Regions from separate parts of the Mus musculus genome. Here regions 2, 3, 4, 5 and 6 are each linked to region 1. The links are chromatin contacts, called in public promoter capture Hi-C maps. All regions are on one chromosome and are shown on one strand. The core of a region is the stretch at or near the end of the contact, and the rest is flanking DNA. Distances in the headings are between cores, read along the strand shown. Region 1 holds the start of Eif4g1 (eukaryotic translation initiation factor 4, gamma 1). Region 2 holds the start of Tbccd1 (TBCC domain containing 1). Region 3 holds the start of Tango2 (transport and golgi organization 2). Region 4 holds the start of Dgcr6 (DiGeorge syndrome critical region gene 6). Region 5 holds the start of Eif4a2 (eukaryotic translation initiation factor 4A2). Region 6 holds the start of Septin5 (septin 5).

Evidence for each region. Promoter capture Hi-C pulls out the DNA fragments that hold promoters and counts their contacts.
Region 2: a promoter capture Hi-C map of liver shows a contact between it and region 1, with 3 times the contacts expected there. The contact joins the promoter of Tbccd1 here to the promoter of Eif4g1 in region 1. A contact is called at or near these places in 3 of 39 promoter capture datasets (liver and pre-B cells).
Region 3: a contact with region 1 is called in a promoter capture Hi-C map of liver, with 4 times the contacts expected there. The contact joins the promoter of Tango2 here to the promoter of Eif4g1 in region 1. A contact is called at or near these places in 2 of 39 promoter capture datasets (liver and pre-B cells).
Region 4: a contact with region 1 is called in a promoter capture Hi-C map of liver, with 3 times the contacts expected there. The contact joins the promoter of Dgcr6 here to the promoter of Eif4g1 in region 1. A contact is called at or near these places in 3 of 39 promoter capture datasets (hippocampal neurons, liver and pre-B cells), 1 of 115 datasets of contacts at active chromatin or transcription factors (astrocytes) and 1 of 9 other capture datasets (adipose tissue).
Region 5: a promoter capture Hi-C map of pre-B cells shows a contact between it and region 1, with 4 times the contacts expected there. The contact joins the promoter of Eif4a2 here to the promoter of Eif4g1 in region 1. A contact is called at or near these places in 3 of 39 promoter capture datasets (the C10 cell line, cranial neural crest and pre-B cells) and 1 of 115 datasets of contacts at active chromatin or transcription factors (thymic regulatory T cells).
Region 6: a promoter capture Hi-C map of pre-B cells shows a contact between it and region 1, with 6 times the contacts expected there. The contact joins the promoter of Septin5 here to the promoter of Eif4g1 in region 1. A contact is called at or near these places in 2 of 39 promoter capture datasets (cranial neural crest and pre-B cells).

What each region holds. Positions count from the first base shown.
Region 1 is chr16:20,671,291-20,674,013 of GRCm38.p6, reverse strand. It overlaps Eif4g1 (eukaryotic translation initiation factor 4, gamma 1), which reads right to left and starts at 1,287. Exons shown (of 33, transcript NM_145941.3): 1 at 1,138-1,287; 2 at 53-146. The coding sequence starts at 112.
Region 2 is chr16:22,856,344-22,859,304 of GRCm38.p6, reverse strand. Tbccd1 (TBCC domain containing 1) reads left to right here and starts at 1,636. Exons shown (of 8, transcript NM_001081368.2): 1 at 1,636-1,960. Dnajb11 (DnaJ heat shock protein family (Hsp40) member B11) reads right to left here and starts at 1,460. Exons shown (of 10, transcript NM_001190804.1): 1 at 1,196-1,460. The coding sequence starts at 1,263.
Region 3 is chr16:18,342,444-18,345,285 of GRCm38.p6, reverse strand. It overlaps Tango2 (transport and golgi organization 2), which reads left to right and starts at 1,376. Exons shown (of 9, transcript NM_001359109.1): 1 at 1,376-1,488.
Region 4 is chr16:18,064,933-18,067,667 of GRCm38.p6, reverse strand. Dgcr6 (DiGeorge syndrome critical region gene 6) reads right to left here and starts at 1,265. Exons shown (of 5, transcript NM_001289814.1): 1 at 1,069-1,265; 2 at 812-972. The coding sequence starts at 1,178.
Region 5 is chr16:23,106,015-23,109,009 of GRCm38.p6, reverse strand. It overlaps Eif4a2 (eukaryotic translation initiation factor 4A2), which reads right to left and starts at 1,542. Exons shown (of 11, transcript NM_013506.3): 1 at 1,190-1,542; 2 at 377-422; 3 at 159-291. The coding sequence starts at 1,218. Snord2 (small nucleolar RNA, C/D box 2) reads right to left here and starts at 57; the gene lies at 1-57.
Region 6 is chr16:18,628,538-18,631,523 of GRCm38.p6, reverse strand. It overlaps Septin5 (septin 5), which reads left to right and starts at 1,586. Exons shown (of 12, transcript NM_213614.2): 1 at 1,586-1,716; 2 at 1,863-1,873. The coding sequence starts at 1,674.

The DNA of each region.
Region 1 (2,723 bases), core at 38-2,537:
GAGCTGCGTGACCTCCACCCCGCCGGAGTCCTGATCATTTAGCCTTGATTACCTGTGGGAGTCCAGGGGACCTGGCGGGTGGGGGGCCTGTGGGCTGGGGAGCTTTGTTCATTTCATTTGGTGCCACATTAGGGTCCCCCCAGCACCTGTTGGAAAGAGCAGAGCTCGGAACGAGGAAAGGACCCAAGCTTATGGCAAACGGGCTGGGGGAAAGGTTGTATCAAGAGCTAGGGCCAACACGGATTAAGGGAGGTGCCAAGTGAATGCAGAAACAGAAAACATACAGCCTGAGGACCCCACCAGCACACTGCAACACCCTGACCCCACCCTTGCCTGCTCAAACAGCCCCCTCACTCACCCCCTCGGTTAAGAATAAGTCCACAGTGCGGCCTACAGGTTCTGGGCATCCGAAGGCCTGGGGTTGGGAGGTGAGGGGTATCAACCTGGCTCCACGGGGCCCAAGACCAACCAGACCGGAAATTCCAGGTCTTGCTGGCACCAGGCTCCCGGATCACAAATGAAGCCGGCTGCTCCGGCCGTGATATCCCCACCCCCCACCCGGGGACACCGGGTTCGAAGCCTGCCGCGGGGCACTCGCGCGGGGCCGGAGAGGCCTGAGGCCGCCCGGGAACACAAGCCAGGAAGGGCGCGAGTCCGGCCGCACCAGCAGGGCGGGCGGCGACCGCCGCGAAAGCCGGCTCGGGGCAGGCGAGGGTCGGCCGCCGGGCGGGGCTGGGGGCTCCTCCCTGCCCGCCGCCGCCGCCTCCCAGCTCTGCGCAACGCGGCCAGTGCCAAAGAACAACGTGTCACTTCCCGGCGGCCGCCCGGGCCCCGCAGGGGGAGGGGGTGGCGGGTTTGCGCCGCACAGCCTGCGCCGGGCCGCGGCCCAGGCCGGGCGGAGGTGACTGTCTCGCCGCCACCCCAGCGCCCTCCCCGCCCGGGCCCTGCTCCCCACCCCCACCCGGGCCCGGCCCGGCACACGTGGGCCGGGGATCGGCCTGGCGAGTAGGGCCTGGGCGCAGGCTCGGAGCCGGGGCGCCGGGGCGTCGGCGCAGGGTGGCGGGCCCCGGCCCGGATGGCGGCGGATGCGGGGGGAGGGGTGGGGGGCCGGGTCGGGCCCGGACATGGCGGCTTTACCTTCAGTCTCCTTCAGTCCGCGCGGCCGAGCCCCACGCAGCCGCACAGACGTAGTCCACAACCATTTCCGGCTCCCCGCACAGATCCCGCTCGGCGGCCACCGCTTCTCCGCAGGCGCAGCCAGCGCCCCACGTGACCGGCGCAGAGGGCGGAGCTGCGCTGGCGCCGGGGAAGCACATGGGATTTGCTCCGCCCCATCACGTGACACCCACTGCCCGCCCCCGTGTCCCCTCCCGAACTTTGGAACTCCCAGGCCGACCCCCTCTGAGGCTCTGGCGGTTCTTTAGTTCATTCATACTTTGCGCAAGCATTTATTGAGCGCGTGAGTGCTAAGTGAAGTGCCGGCCTGGAGCTCAGAGTGCGGAATCTAAAAAGCAGTCCTGCCCTAGTAAGTGTAGTGTGCAAATTATGCAGCCTCTGAAAATGCTATAGATTTGATCTTTGATAGACCTATTAACAAAGGAAATTCAATATTGCACCAAAGAAACTGCCGCAATCTAAAGAAGCAATTTTACTTTTGTTTTTTTAAAAAAATCAGTTGCTCCTAGGGAAACGCAAAAGTCAACATGAAAACTTTGGAATAATGGAAAAAGGAATCCCAAAGCTGTACGTGTGCTGACTGGCTAAGGCAGGGAATCAGTTACCATAAGCTTTAAAGTAGGGAAATGTCACCAGGCAGTGGCGAGCCACGCCTTTAATCTCAGCATTCCAGAAAGATAGGCAGGTAGATCTCTGAGTTCAAGGCCAGCCTGATCTACAAAGCAAGCTCCAGGACGGCCAGAGTTACAGAGAGACCACATCTTGAAGATTTCTGAGATGGTTCAATGGTTGGCGCACTGGTTGCTCTTTATTGCCTGCTCTTCAAGAGGATCTGGGTTTACTTCCCATAACCCATAAGGCAGTTCATGTCTGTGTGTAACTCTGATTCGTTAGAATTCTGCCCTCTTTTGCCCTCTAAAGGCACCACATATGCATGTAGTGCACAGACATATGAAAACAAAACATTCATACACGTAAATATTTAAATTTTAAAAATAGGAAAATTTGAACTGGGTGGTGGTAGTCCACACCTTTAATCCTAGTACTCCAGGGGCATAGGCAGGAGAATCTCTGTGAATTAAGGGCTAGACTAGTGTAGAGAGCTAATTCAGGACAGCTAGGGTTACACAGAGAAACCCTGTCTCGAAAAACAAAAAAAATAGCCAGGCTGTGGTGGTGCACGCCTTTAATCCCATCACTTGGGAGGTAGAGGCAGGTGGATTTCTGAGTTTGAGGCTAGCCTGGTCTACAGAGTGAGTTCCAGGAGAGCCAGGGCTACAGAAAAACCCTGTCTGGAAAAACCAAAAAAAAAAAAAAAGAGTTGTACTCTATTGAACTGAGCATTTGAGCATTTAGTTAGGTAGCAGAGCCTTTCCCACTGGCCTTTCTCCCTCTCACATGCTACCTCCTAGCATGCATTATATCACAGAATTGGTGACCTAAGTGAGGGGGGCAATAATGTAAACTTCATCACTGTGCTACCAAGAAAGCAAGGCTACAGGGTGGGCAAATGCGGGCACAAGGATCCTCTAGATGGCCTGAGTCCT
Region 2 (2,961 bases), core at 387-2,886, 2.2 Mb before region 1:
GTACTCCGTGGCTTAATCAAACAAGAACAAAACAATAAAGTGTATGTAAGAAATGTCAACTTTGAGAAATTTAAAGTATGTCACAAAGAAGAAATGATAAGATTAAAGCAAACAAAACAAAACAAAATAAAGAAAATAACTTTAAAAGCTATGCTAAGCAGTGAGTTTCCCATTATGAACAACCTATAAATTGTCAAAATCTGACATCTATGAGCTTTTGGTGTGTTTTTATTTTTGCAGTTATGTATATATTTGAAATAGCATGTGATATAGGCCAGGCAAATCTGGAACTCAGTCGATAGCTGAAAATGACCTTGAGTTCTGACCCACCTATTTTCATCAGCCCAAAGAAGGGATTGAGGGTGAAGGCATTCTAGAACACAAGTCCAACATACCATATCCTAAGTCACCACATCTATAGGGTCGTGCATGCATTTAAATGCTGGGAGAAACTTTAAGCCTGCTCTTTCTCCCTGAAAGTTGGCACAGTTATCCCTGATTTCAGGAACTTGACACAGTTCCTTCAAGCTTGTAGGATTCCTAAGAGTGGCATGAGACTAGAATCCCAGTTTTTATCGCCTGTTAGAGAACTGTTGTCACTCAGACCATCCAGCTCAGGAAGGAACCATGGTGAGAGGCAGCGAGGCAAGAAGACAGTTCAGGTTCGTTAGCCCAAGAAGGTGGGAAGTACAAGGTCTCTCTAAAGTGTCTTGCTGCTCTCTCAAGCCAACTTTCTTCAGTCTGAGCTTGGCTTCCTTTCTTGCTCTCCTCATTTGACATGGCATCATGGCCCACCCACTTTAGTGTCAGCCTTTTGGAGGCTTGTTGCAAACTGGGTAACCCACAGTCCCACTCTGGAACTCAGACGTCAAGGACGTATCTATAATCTCAACCCCAGCTTGACACTCGCTTCCTTCATTTCCATCAAGAGCCTCATCCCTCAGACGTCCGCCTCCCTTCTTCTGCTCACAGCCACTTAACTCCCTCCAATCCCCAAACGTGGTATTTGGCTCTGCAACCAACCCCCGCTCTTCCTGGGGGAAACCTGGCCCTGCACCGCCAGCCTGGCCCACACTACCCCCTTGTCCCTCGACCCGGCAGTGCCCCTCCCTCACTCCTCGATGTCACCCGCGTCCTTCTCAGCAAGGGCCGCCCCTCGGCCTCTTGCTGCACGCGCGGGAGCCCCCTTCCTCACCCGGCGATCACAGTCCCGATGAGGTACAGCAGCAACAGGCAGAAGGTGCTCAGGTTCTGCGGGGCCATGGCGTCCCCTGGTCCTACCCTCTCAGCCTCCGGTGCCGCTGCGTCGGCTGACCAGCCCTTCCGGCCCAGGGAGGCCGCCTCACGCCGGGGTCTCTCTCTTGCCCGGCCGCGGAGACAGGTAGCGCGCCCCTTCCTCAGCTGCCACCTTCCGGGAGCCCCAGAGCCGGCGAGCAGCCAGGCGTGGGCCAATCGCCGCCGGGGACATCACACGCGGCCGCCACTCCGCAGCCAATCAGCGCGGTACACTTCACCTCCGAGGCGGCGCGGGAAGCCAATCAGACAGCAGAACAGCCGTCGTGTCCGCCGGCCAATGGGAAGAGAAAACGTCAGAGGTTCGCGCCGCCCGGAAGCGGCTGAGAACCGGAGAGAGTTAGGAGCCGAGAAAGAGCGCGCTGCTGTAGGAAACCCGAATGTCCACCAATCGCGAGGCTCCTTCCCGATTCCGACCAATTGCTTGAGAGAGGTCTTACTACCAGTCTGGAAGCTACGCCATGTGCACACGTGACTTGCGAGCGCTCACCGAAGTGCAACCCCAGGAGGTGTCAAAGTACGTGGGGCGTCTTGCCTGGGGATAGGCTCTCCCAGTACTAACTTATTACAGTCTCGCTACCGTGGAAAAGAGGGACCTGGTACCTTGTAGAGACGCCGCCATAGAGACCGACTTAAGTTAAGATTCGGCTTCCAGCACTCCGTAGCGGTGAGGCAGCCCCATCTCCACCCCACTTTCGAACCTGTTTTCTACAGAACTAAGGCAAAGCGTTCTCTGGCAGTGTTGGGAATTAATTAAACTTTTTTTTTTCCTGCAAGTTTCCTAGCAGAATTGCACACAGCAAGCATGCAATCAATAAAAGGCACTAGAGCTTGTTCATCGGTTGCTCTTTTCTCCAGTTTTGTTTACCTCAGACAACTAGTTGTTTAGGACAGCTTCTCAGCTTAGCTTCCTGCATAACCTATTCAGATTTTTATCAGTGAACCGTAATGTGTGCTTGTCCACTATAGCTCCACCTCTGAGTCATAATTATCTCCTGCTTGCAAAGGTCTCATAACCGATCTCCCTGCCTCCAAACTTCATATCTTGATACACTATTTTAAAGTTCCTCTGCTCTCCACCCTATGATTGTGTGCACTCGGGAGCGCACTAGGGAACCTGGAGATCACAGATTAGACTAGGCTGGTGGACCCAGGAGCTCGAGAACCGTCTCTGTCTCTTGAGTGCTGGGAATCCAGGACGTTGTTGTTGCAGTTGCTACAATGGGCGGAATTCAAGACCCCCTGTTTGTATGGCAAGTAAGTGGCAAGCTTTATGGACTGAACTATCCCCAGCGCACTCCCGCTTTTTAAAAACTATGTCAAATCATCCTCTCCTGCTTAAAACCTTTAGTGGCTTTTCATTGCACTCAAAGTAAAAGGCCAAGTCTATGGTAACTTACAAAGCTGTCTAATTTAATGATATATATCCTCACCTATTAAATATCGTAGCATGTTCCAGAATAATCAACTCCCTTCCTTTTAAAAATGTTTCATTGTGTATAGTCATTGTATATGGTACTTTCTTGTATAGTCAAACTGTATAATGTATATATTTTTACCTTTTTCTCTCTGTGCTGTTATTCCTTTTGTTTCTCTAGGTGATTTGGCATTGCCATATACACATATGTGATTTTAAGTACCTATATAAAATCTAGGAGCCACACATTG
Region 3 (2,842 bases), core at 127-2,626, 2.3 Mb after region 1:
TTCGCCTCTCTGAGTTCCAGTTTTCTGCAAAACATCAGCATTGAAGTTTGGGACCATGGCACCTAGATCGTCCAGGCAGCTAATGCCACTTGGCATTTTTTTTTTTTTTTTTTTTTAGATTTATTTATTTTTTTTTTATTATATGTAAGTACACTGTAGCTGCCTTCAAACACTCCAGAAGTCAGATCTCATTACGGATGGTTGTGAGCCACCATGTAGTTGCTGGGATTTGAACTTCGGACCTTTGGAAGAGCAGTCGGGTGCTCTTACCAACTGAGCCATCTCACCAGCCCGGCATTTTTTTTTTAAATCAATTACATTTTATTTTGTGAGTATATACCACAATGCACATGTGGTGATCAGAGAACAACATAAAGGACACAGATCTCTCCTTCCACCATGTGGATCCCAAGGATGGAACACAGGTGGCCAGGTTTGACAGCGAGCATCTATACCCAGGCAGCTATCTTGCTAGCCCTTTATTTTACTTCAAGTGAATAGCTTAACTGCTCTGAGCAATTATATTTACATCTCTCAAGTGGAGTGAATGAGAACTGGGTATCAAGTCAACTGGGTTGAGAGTCTGTAGTACAGTATCATTGTCTTTAATGTGGTTGTGATCCTTGTACTGAGTACTCACTTTGGGGAGGACCTCTGATGCTCCCTCCACCTTAGCGATGGATGCTCAAGCCCCTTACACAACCTGATATTAACAGGTACAGGAAGCCCCCAGTGATTGTCCTGGCCCTGTTCTAAATGTCCCAGTCATTGTCCAAACATAGCTCAAGCATGGTAAATTCCTCATCCTTGGGGGTCTGGACTCACAGAACAGCCTCTGTGACTTCTTAAGGACTATGGAAGGCACGGTGGAGCAGAAGTCCGTGTTCTGTGTTGTTTTTTAGTGCAGGGAATACAATAGATGAGAAGTCAGAGGCCAAGGATACAGGCAGTCTAGTAAGACTTGGAGGCGACAAAGGGAGGGGAGGGCTATCTGGGACAGATGATATGGTCTAGAGATAAAGACCAGGACTTTGTCTAAAGGGGGTGGAGGTGGGTCCAGCGCCTGAACCGGGCGGGGTGCAGGGTCTCACAGAGATAACCCACAGGCTGAGGAGCTGTGGCTGCATGAAAGGACCAGATGCCCACACAGCTCCAGCCTTGGTGCATCGCCAGCCTTGGTGCATCTCCAGTCTTGGTGCAGCTGCGGGGGCGGAGCGCTATATCTCTAAGCGACAGCACATACGGCCAACAAGGCCGCGGTTCTGGGTTCGATGCTCCGCCCTTCGCTGCTGCGCCCAATAGCGAGCGCTCTGGAGGCGGGCCGGGCGGGTTCTGGGCTGGAGGCTAAAGCCCGCGGGTGCGGCACCCGGAAGTCGGCGGCGGCGGAGGCGGTGAGTGTGCAGCGGGTGGCTGGGGCTAGCGGGCTGCGCTCCTGGCGGGGCTGACCCAAGGTCGGGCGCCGGGCTCCTGGAACGCGGTCTGGATCAGGTTGGTCGAGGACGAGGCGGTCCGCCCCTTCTCGTCATAATTCAGTTTTCCCTTTCCAAGGCATTAAATGGAAACTAAACGGCCTGCTGGTTCGGGACTCTAGTCTGACAGACCAGACCAGACTGTCTCTGATAATTGAAAGCAAAACCCTCACGGTACTGGAAGATGTTTCTATTTATCCCTGTCAGGATTGGGTGCGGGGAAGGGTCTCGGCAGCAGGGGCAGACTTGCTGTGTAAGAGGCTAGATTGGCGGGACAGAGAGCTGCATGGTTGTTGCAGGGTGAAGGGCTGCAGTCTCCAGTGTCAAGAATTACTCTGGAGCCTAGTCATGTCGCCCCTCTCACTCTGAAACCTCCGATGGGGCCTTGGGCTTCACAGAATGTCAGAGTAGACAGCAAGTGCTGGGTCATTCTTATGCCTGATATGGGCTTTACTGGGCTGGCGTAGTGAACCCTTGCTCAGAACGGGAGGACATTGCGTGTAGGCTGCATCCAGGCCAGGTCTGGCCCCACTCTAGGCTCATTGGCAGCTGAGGTTTTGCTTGTTTGCCTCTTGGACAGTGGACAAGGAGGCCCTGATGTTGAGATCCATCCATGTACCCTCAGCATCTTTCCTATGTTTCCTTCTGCCCGATAAGTCATGTCTTTAGAGTGCACCCTATGCCCTTGCAAATGCCTTGCTCAGCAGACCTGTCTGCTGTCTGGGCCTGCTGACTACCGTTTTGCCACTACTAAGCTCAGCCATCTTCTATGGGGTAGATGTGACAGCTATAAGGGACAGGTGAGAGACATGTCCTCTAGACAATTTTTTAAGGTAGTTTCATTAGTCCAACCTTGTACATAGTGAAGTAAACTCTAGCCAAGGAGGCATGTGTTTCCAAGGCTGCTGCAAGCCAGGGTGATTGGCTTCCAGGCCCGTGCTTCTTCCCCTTTCCCTGAGACCTCCTGGGTCATGTGGTCTGCTGGAGAGGGTGACTGTTCCCAGATAGAACAGAGCCTCTGCCCCTCCTCCAGATTCCTAGTGTTGCTGCTGGGATGTGAGATGCTGTGGTGCTCACATCTCTTCAGGTTCCCCCACATGGTCCCCAATCCCACATTTTCATTTTACTTTTGTGTCTTTATTTTACTTTAAGTGTTTGGGGGACACATGGCAGAGGGGCCCAGCTCCCAGCTGTCAAGTCAGCAGCCTGAGAATTTCCCCTAGTTTTAAGGACCTAGTCTCAGATCACACCAGGCTTTGATGATGAAAAGAATTCCAGGCTAGCCAGTTTAGGAAGCAGAGTTGGAGATTGTGTTAAAGATATTTAAATAGAGGCTTAAGTATGAAGATTAGGCACAAAAGAGGTGCCCAAAA
Region 4 (2,735 bases), core at 16-2,515, 2.6 Mb after region 1:
AAAAAAAATTATTAAAAAAAAAAAAAAAAAAAAGAAAAAGCACAGCCACTCAAACATTTGGTGAAGAACTAAAGCTCTCGGAGAACAAGAGACTTCTCAACACATTCTGAGGCATTACCTTCATCCCCACACAAATATTACAAGATGCATTCCTAGAATACAATTCCTTTCTGGGATTTAGAAATCAATGTCTCACGAGAGTAACAGCAAAACCATCTGATCATCTCCACAGGAACTGCAAAAGATTTCAACAAAATCCAACACCTATCTCTAATGGGAAAATCCTGTCTGGCAGCACACAGGCATTGCCAGAAAGGCAGAGTATGTTTGCATGTAAATGTAGCCCAATATAGAAAACCTGCTTAGCAGGTGAGAAGCCCTGGGTTCAGTCCTCAGTTTCAAAATCCAAAGCAATAACAAAGCCCAAAGATCTATAACGTAGCATGGGGACATCGTCACACTATTCTTTCCTAAAATGTTTGAACCGAGTCAAGCTTGAACAAATAAAATGGAAAGGAGATCTGATGGTACAACGGAAGATGCCTAGTATAATTTATAGGAGGAGGTGATCAAGCCTGATACTCAATGGGAAGGTGCTGGAATAATGGATTATCTCTGTGGTAGCACACAGCTATCAACAGACCTACAAGCAGCGAGGTCCATCAAGCCTAGGAGGATGTGGGTACTCTAGGGAACGCGAGTAAGAAGTTTCTGGACAGCAGACTAAAAGGATCAGCATGGCTCTGCACCCCCTGACCCGAGGCTCCCGCGGCTAGGGACGCCCTAGGGAAGGTCCCGTCGCCCCCTGCACCTCGGTGTTCGTTCTGCAGCCGCAGTCTCTGGTTGTAGAGGCTCTTCTCAGTGAGGTGCTGAATCTCCAGAAGACCCTGCACGATTTCAAACACCGTTCCGTCGAGCAGCGCCAGGGCCAAGTCGCTGAGCGTGGTGTAGGACAGGCGCTGCTGAAAGGAGCTGCGGGTAGATCGCCGGGTGAGCGCGGCCGCGGCCCTGGCCCCGGCTCCGGCCCCGGCCCCGGCCCCGGTCCTCCCGCCGCCCGTCGCCGCGCACCTGGGCAGCTCCTTGACCAGGCTCTGTAGTGCTGACAGCAGCTGGTAGTGCCGCTCCTGCTGCCGGGCCCGATCCGCCGCCTCATCCCCGGCGGCCGCATAGCGGTCCATCGCGCGGTTTACCGCGCGGTCCCCCGCCGCCCCTCTACTCGGTCTCCTAGGGTGCCCCGGCGCGCCCCGCCCCCTCACGTCATTCTCCAGCGCGAACGACGCATGCGCCCCGCCCCTCCGGTCGGTCTCCGGCCGTTCACCGTGGTGCGTCAGGCACAATAAGACGCGCTCCACCCACCAGGGAGACTGCTTGTAAGCGCTTTGTCCTAGGGAGAAGAAATAGGGGCTCGCTGAGCTCCCAAGTGGTGCTGACCTTGGAGGTGCGCGCCCAGGGCTCTGCATTCTGGTGTTTTAAAGAAGCAACTCTGGCCTGCTGGGTGTTTTAAAGAAGCCAGTCTGGCCTGCGCCTAGTGTGCGCAGACTGAGGCCACTGGAAGCTGGACACTCCCAGCGGGTTGTGATCCACCCTGGGGGACCTCAGGAAAACAGTACGGAGGAGAGCCAGCTTCTCTTTAGGGTTCTTATTCTCATTAATAAAAGACTTTAGGACAATTTTATTAGCGTTAAAGGATACCCCACCCCCACAAGGAAACCTCAGCGACTGCCTGGAAGTGGAGAGTAGATGAGAAAAGAGTCTTGTGAAGTTGAATTCATGCTGGCTCAACAGTCCTTTACCTACTGAGCCAGCCCCAGCCCCTGACAGTGTCCACATTCATAATTTAGTTTGCAGCATGAATAAGAGAAATGACACCTTCCTACAGCGTTTTTTTAAATAAAAATTACATTCCCTGATGTGCCATCTTTTTCCCTTTTATTACTATTTTAAAAATATAACTCTGTTGAATCATCCTGGTTACTTTCTTTTTGTTTTCCCTTTTGCCACGATAAGCTCTGAAGTAGTGAATTCAGATCTGGGTAACATAAATTACAGTGAAGAAACCTTGTGAAGTTTGAATGCAAATGACCCCATAGCCTCAGATATTTGGAAACTTGGTCCCCAGTTGGTGGAATTACTAAGGAAGGATTAGGAGGTGTGGCTTTATTGGAGAAAGAGTGTCACTGAGGGCTGGTTTTGAGATTTTAAAACATACACCATCCATACATTCTCTGTCTGTCTGTCTGTCTCTGTATGTCTGTCTCTGTATGTCTCTCTACCTCTGTCTCTGTGTCTCTCTTTGTCTCTCTCTCTCTCTGTGTCTCTGTCTGTCTCTTTCTGACTCTCTGTCTCTCTGTGTGAGTGTGTCTGTCTGTCTGTCTGTCTGTCTGTCTGTCTCTTTCTCTTGTCTCATCACTACCAGCACCACCTCATGCTTTTGAATTAAGATATAAGCTATCAGCTACTTCCCCAGGGCCATACCTGCCTACCTGGCTGGTGCCATGCTCTCTACCATGGTGGTCCTGGAGTCACCTTCTGAAGCTGTAAGACCCCCAACAAACCCTTCTGTAAGTTGCCTTGTTCATGGTGTCCTCGCAGCAATAGAAAAGCCTCTGAAACACCTGTGCATGGAGAAATAATTTGCATGAATAAATATACTCCAAAGTAACTGTAATTTAATGTTGACAGTATACCAAATTATGGTGAATCATTTAAATCAGACATTTAAAAGTCACGATCTG
Region 5 (2,995 bases), core at 293-2,792, 2.4 Mb before region 1:
AGAGTATTCTCTTCATTTCAGGTCAGTCCCGAAAGATGATTTGCCATCATTTCACTTTAAGGAATACAATCAGGTGCTAGTACTTCCCCAAAGGTCACTTTCCCTTTTCCGGTCCATGTATGTGCAGAGCACTTATCCTAACGGCAATAGAGTTTTACCTTTAATACAAGGGATAATAGCTCTTTGCTGAATAGCTGAAGGCTTCTCAAAACCATATGCATAGATGCCTCGAAGAAGGGACTCCTTTAAATTCATATCATCAAAGTTATCAACAATTTCATTCCAGTTGCTCTGTAAGTTAATAATGAAACTATGAATAAGACATGAAAAAAAAATGTACCTTTCCAAACCTTTAACGTCCACACCCACTCCTTACCTCGATGACACCATCGGGGTCCATTCCCTCTGGGCCGCCATGTTCTCTGCTGACAACAACACTGCAGTTAGACATACTGCTTCCAAGCCACGCAGAGACCCTTAAAGGGCCCTTCCACCCCGTACCTCATTCCCCTCCGCGCCCCTGTGCTCTGCTGAAAACGCCTCAAAACCGGCCGCAATGCTGCGAAGCGCCATTCGCCCTCCCCAACAGCTTGGGACTTGGACCCCTAAGTATAGACGCCCCTTTACTCAGTGCCCTAGGACCAGGCCCTCCCGCTTGGGAAGCGAAGCTCTCGCGAGTGCTCCGCGCGCCGAGCTCCGCCCCTAACTCTGCGCAAGCCGGCGTGATTGACGCCGAAAGGCCCAGGCAGGTCCATGCCAACGGCTCCGTCGCTCCGTTTCACGGTCCAGGGTGATCGTCCCCTGGCCGTCCAATCTCCCATCTCGACAGAACCCTAAGAACGCCAGCTCGCGCCACTGGCCGCCAATAAACCTTCGGGTCCCGGTTACCCGCCCCTAAGCAGTCTGCGCCACGGCTCCGCTTGCCATATCCCGTACGGGGAGGGGCAGCAGCCAAGATGTCACAATGTGTCCTAAGAAAGGGCATCCTTAATACTCCGTTCTTGTATCCGTCCTGTCTCCCCAACATCTGGAGTCTTACCATCATGGAAGCTTCTCGAAGGGCACAAGGAGAAGTGTGTGCCCTAAGAAAAAGCCCGCATACCTGCAGTGTGGCCGCCAAGCAACCCACCTCAACGCGGGTCCTAGTGACCTTGACTACAGGCCACCGGCCGCCCCGGGAGCGCCGTACCTGTTGTAATCCGCGGAGCCACCAGACATGATCCGAAAACCCACTCAGCGCCCGACTGAAAAGACAGGCGGACGGCGCCGCCCGTTTTTTATAGGCTCGCGGCCGGAACCCGTTTCTCGCGGAGGAATTTCCTTATTCCCCTTTCGGAAGCCACAAAATTGTACTCCTGGAGTTTGTTACCGGAGGTGAAGCCCTACAGGAGTCGATGACAAAATCCACATTTCACTATTACTTGGTATTACAGCGTTCCCGGAGATCCACGAATCGGGAACGGGTCTGGGACTCTTTGCTTTCGGCGGAAGAATATTGCAGCAGCGCGACCGCGCGCCGCGCTCCTCGGCCGCCCTGCTCCTACGGGGTTTCCGCGGCCCTGCCGCAGAGGCCGGCGGAGCCCTGGGCGCTTAGGGCGGAAGCCGGTGGCGCTGTTCGCTGGCGGGCGGCGTCTCCAGGACGCAGCTCCGGGCTACCTGCGCGTCAGCGTGCCCTTGGTCCGAGCCACCGCGTTCCGTGCCGGAACAGAATAGGGTTACCCCGCCCGTTCTCACTGCTGTTTAATGTGACAGGAAAGGGCTACCTGGCATTTCGCCCAGCCATTTAATATCCATTCAGATCTGGAACGTGTGAAACCCCTGCCACGGAAAATGTCGGCCACCCAGCACATCCTAGGAAATCCAGTTTGCAGTTCTATTTTTGTAAGACGAGAAGCACAGTGTGTAGTATCATTAACAGATGTCCCTAGGGTGGTGATTCGATTTTCATCTCTTTCTGGTCGGTCGTCTTCAGCTCTGGCTTAAAAAATAATGCTAATAATTTCAACCTAACAGGTGCGAGAAATGACTGATAGAATCACTACCAACTTGTGCAAAGGACCTGTCATTCTTTGTAACACAGAAATGTAAATGGGTGCTTCTGGCAGACTCAGCCCTAGCACTTCAAGAGCTGATTGTCTCTTCTGGTAAAACAAAACAAAAACAAAAAACAAAAACGATTTTAATCATCTAATATTGCCTTACTGAAATTGAGACAATATAGTTCGTATTGCTCGTAATAAACTTGCATGGCTGCATAAGCCTAGACGTTTCCAGTCAGCCACAACTCGAGCCCCTTGCAAAAAAATATAAGATATTTAATCCTTGAATTTTAAAATATGAAAGTATCCTGAACACTCAAAAATTTTTCTCATTAATTCAGAAGACCAAAGACTGACTAACCAGAGAAGGAAAAGGCTCAGTTTGGTAATTTACGAAAAGTATTTGGCTCTAAAAAGATTAAATTAGATTAAATTGTATTTGTTTATTTATTGAGTGTGCACCTCAGCGCGTGGAAGTCAACGGACGACTCTTAGGAGTTGATTCGTCTCCTACTACTTGGATCCCACAAGTGGGTCCTGGGGATGGAACTTAGGTCAGCATGCCCTAAGGCCAGCATTGAATCATCTTGCCAGCCCTATGTGCTATCCTTACTCAAAAATAAAACCTGTACTTATTTGGAAGTTATTGTGTCAGAAACTGTTACAAAATGATGACAAAATAGAGACCGGGTGTGGTGACATGGACTTTTAACCCTAGCACTCAGGAAGTGGAGGCTCGTGGATCCCTGCAAGTCTTAGAGGGTTCAGGCCAGCAAGGGCTATATAATGAGACCTTGCCTCAAGGGACAAGTGAGTGAGTGACAAAATGGATTGGCCATCCTGTGTAGAGTCTCTTTCAAAGTTGCCATAAAAATAAAAATAAATAATACTTCCTGATCTAAGAAACTCAACAAAGTTCAGTTTTTCTGAGGAAGACTACATGTGCCTAACAGATG
Region 6 (2,986 bases), core at 337-2,836, 2.0 Mb after region 1:
TGAACAACTCAAGCTCCCCACAGATGTTTTCACATGTGGTACCAAGCCAGGTTGCCCCTAACTGCACCCTTCAAAGTCTATCTCTCAGGCCTCGGTGACACCCGCCCATTCACCTCCCACTGAGCATCTGACCAGCTGCACGTCTCCACAGCCGTTTTACCCAAGTCGAGGGCTCATCAGAATTGTTTTATAATTTATTCCTCTTCTATACACAAGCTTCTTTCCCCTCTCCTACACTTCCCTCCGGGCCAAGGCAGCCAAGCACAACCCCCTAACTAGAGGAGACCAGGAGTGTCCCTCCCATCAGTGCCCCAGGGAAGATACTTCCTTTTCCCCCCACTTTGTTTCTGCCGTTGGAGTGACAGTAACAGTCAGCTCAGGCTTAATGTCCTAGCTTTCCTTCGTGGGTTTCTCCAGACTCAGAACTGGCAAGCTCAGAAGTCCTGACATTGTGTTTCTGTCCCTGCCTCAGACTGCACATATTCCTCTAACAGAGTTCCAAATTCCCCCAAGAACGCCATGAAAAAAGTCACTGGTGAAGCCAAACCTAAGAGATGTGTAGACACTTTTACTTCTACATTGTTTTATACACAAAATGATTAGCACTTGATCACGTGTGAGTGCCCTCTCTAGATCCCAAAGATGCACCACAGTGTGTCATATGCCCCATCTGATCCTTAGGCTGTAGAAGAAAGATTTGGACAATGGAACATCCCTACCCTGGTCACAGACTCTCTGGTGAGGTTTAAGCCACCACCTGGGATGTGACAGTAACACAGAAGTTATTCACACCGTGGGTCACTTAGTCCTATCAACTTTTTGAAGATTCAGAGTCACAGCATCTTCATGCATAAATGTGGCTCTGAGCATGGACTTGTCTTTATGTGTCCCTCAGCCCCCTTCAACCCCTCTCCAGGGGGGTAGCTGGGGAGAGCACAGATCACAGAAAACCGGGACCAGAGCTGGAGCAAGGAGGGCTAAGGTGGCCTTCGGATTGTGTCCTTCTAGCCATACACCTCAAGTACTCCCATCTTACAACCACACCCTGCCTGCCGTGTGCTTTCCATCTTGCCCAGGCGTTTGTGTGTGTCCAGTGTAGAATGCCTAGCACCCAGCAGACTGCAGGAGAGCTCGGGTTCTGGACTTGTGCTCAATGTACCAAGGGTAGGGCTCCAGGTCTGCCCCTTCCAAATGCTTCTTGATGGGGTGAAAAAGGGGTCTTTATATCACCTGAACTCATTCATCGGCTGCATGAAGCACAGTCCTGGGACATGCTTTATAGAATGGCCACTCGATGGAAGGTCAGAGGCCCAGGAACCAACCGGCTTCCAGCGACAGCCAAGGGAGAACAGAGTCTAGGCCTGGGCTAGATGACAGGAAGGGGAGGGGGCGTTCCGGACGAAGCCGTGGGAATAGCCCGGCTGCACTCGCGCGGCCGGGAGAACCAAAGGCCTGGGGGGAACCACAGCGGGACGCCTCAGTCCCCGCCCCCACCGGCCTCTCCGGGTCGCGCGTGGGCGCGGCGGGCGCCGATTGGCTGGCGGGCGCGCGGGCGGGGCGGGTGGTGGCGGCGCGGAGGGGCGGGTCACCCCTCAGCCGGCCTCGGCCTCCACCGCTGGTCGCCGCGCCCCGCCCGCGCGCCCGCCGCCACACGTCCCCCGCCGGCGGCCACCATGAGCACAGGACTGCGGTACAAAAGCAAGCTGGCGACCCCAGGTGAGCCCAGAGCCTGTCCGCGTGCCCGCGCTCCTTTGTCCCCGCCGCCCGCCCGCCTCTCACCGTCTGTCTCCGTCTCTCCCCTGCCCGCCGGCCCGGACCCTCCCGGACCCGCCCGGACCCGGATCACGACCCGGACCATGCAGAGGACAAACAGGTACTGGCGTTGCGCCGCTCGGCCGGTGGTGAGATCGGACCGGCTGTCACCCATTGTGGCACCGATGCTGGTGGCGCCCAGGCGTGACCCCGCCCCCGCCGGCCGTCACCCAGTCCTTTGGCGTTAATCGATTGTCTGTAGGGGCAGCGCCGCTGCTCCTGGGGCTACGGAGGGGAAGTGTAGGCACTGCGCTTGGTTCCCTGACCTGTATAGCAGCGGCCTAGGCACCTCCCCAGAAAGGGAGGCTGGGATAAGGGCCTCTCTCCTCTAGTCCAGGGCCAGCATCCCCTTTTTAACCTGACCGGAAGGCCTCGTGCTGGGGGTCCTGGGTGAGGCTGTAGTTATGACAGGCCAGGAATGGGGGGGGGGGCCCACCAGTCTCCTGAGCAATACCATGGGGCCTCTGCTTCATGCCCATGCACCTTTGGGTGTCTCTCTTCTGTGCCTAAATTTATGCTCACTAGTCTTTGGCAGAGCATCTTCCAAGACCTGGAACTTGCAAGGCTCCCCATCTGAGTCATCCTAGCACTAGCCCTCCAAACCTTGAGTACAGCCAGGCTGTGGCCTTCCAGAGGGGGGCTAGCCTGATTTCCCCACCCCAGGGAAAGTACCAGCCTACCGGGTAACCTGTGAAAATCCAAAGGAGCTGAGGGTTGTGAAACCAGAGTGCTGTGGAAGTGGGTGACCAAAGGGATGTCCTCTGTGGCTTGAGCTAGGCCCTGTTTGAAGATGGGGTGGGGGAGGCCCAATTCTGACACCAGAAGGCTTCAGCAAGCCTTGCTGGGGATGGGTGTTCTCGCCTAGCATTGGACTCCAGAGTACTAGACCAGAGTACATCATCAGACAGAGCAAAAGCAGCTGGCAGATGGGGTGAGCCGGAGAGTCACAGTCTCCTGGCAGGGACATGCCCCGCCCAAGGCTGATGAGACTCACTGGGAGGGGCTCCCCCAGGAGAACTGCCTCCCCATCCCAGTAAGCCAGACAAAGCCCGATGGGGACACATGCTATTGTGTAAGGGAGAGGGGGGCCAGAGGCTAGGAAGGCAAGGACCTAGGCTTCTCCTGGGCCTCTGGAAGGTCTTCCAAGTCACCTGGCTGGGGTACTTGCTGCTTA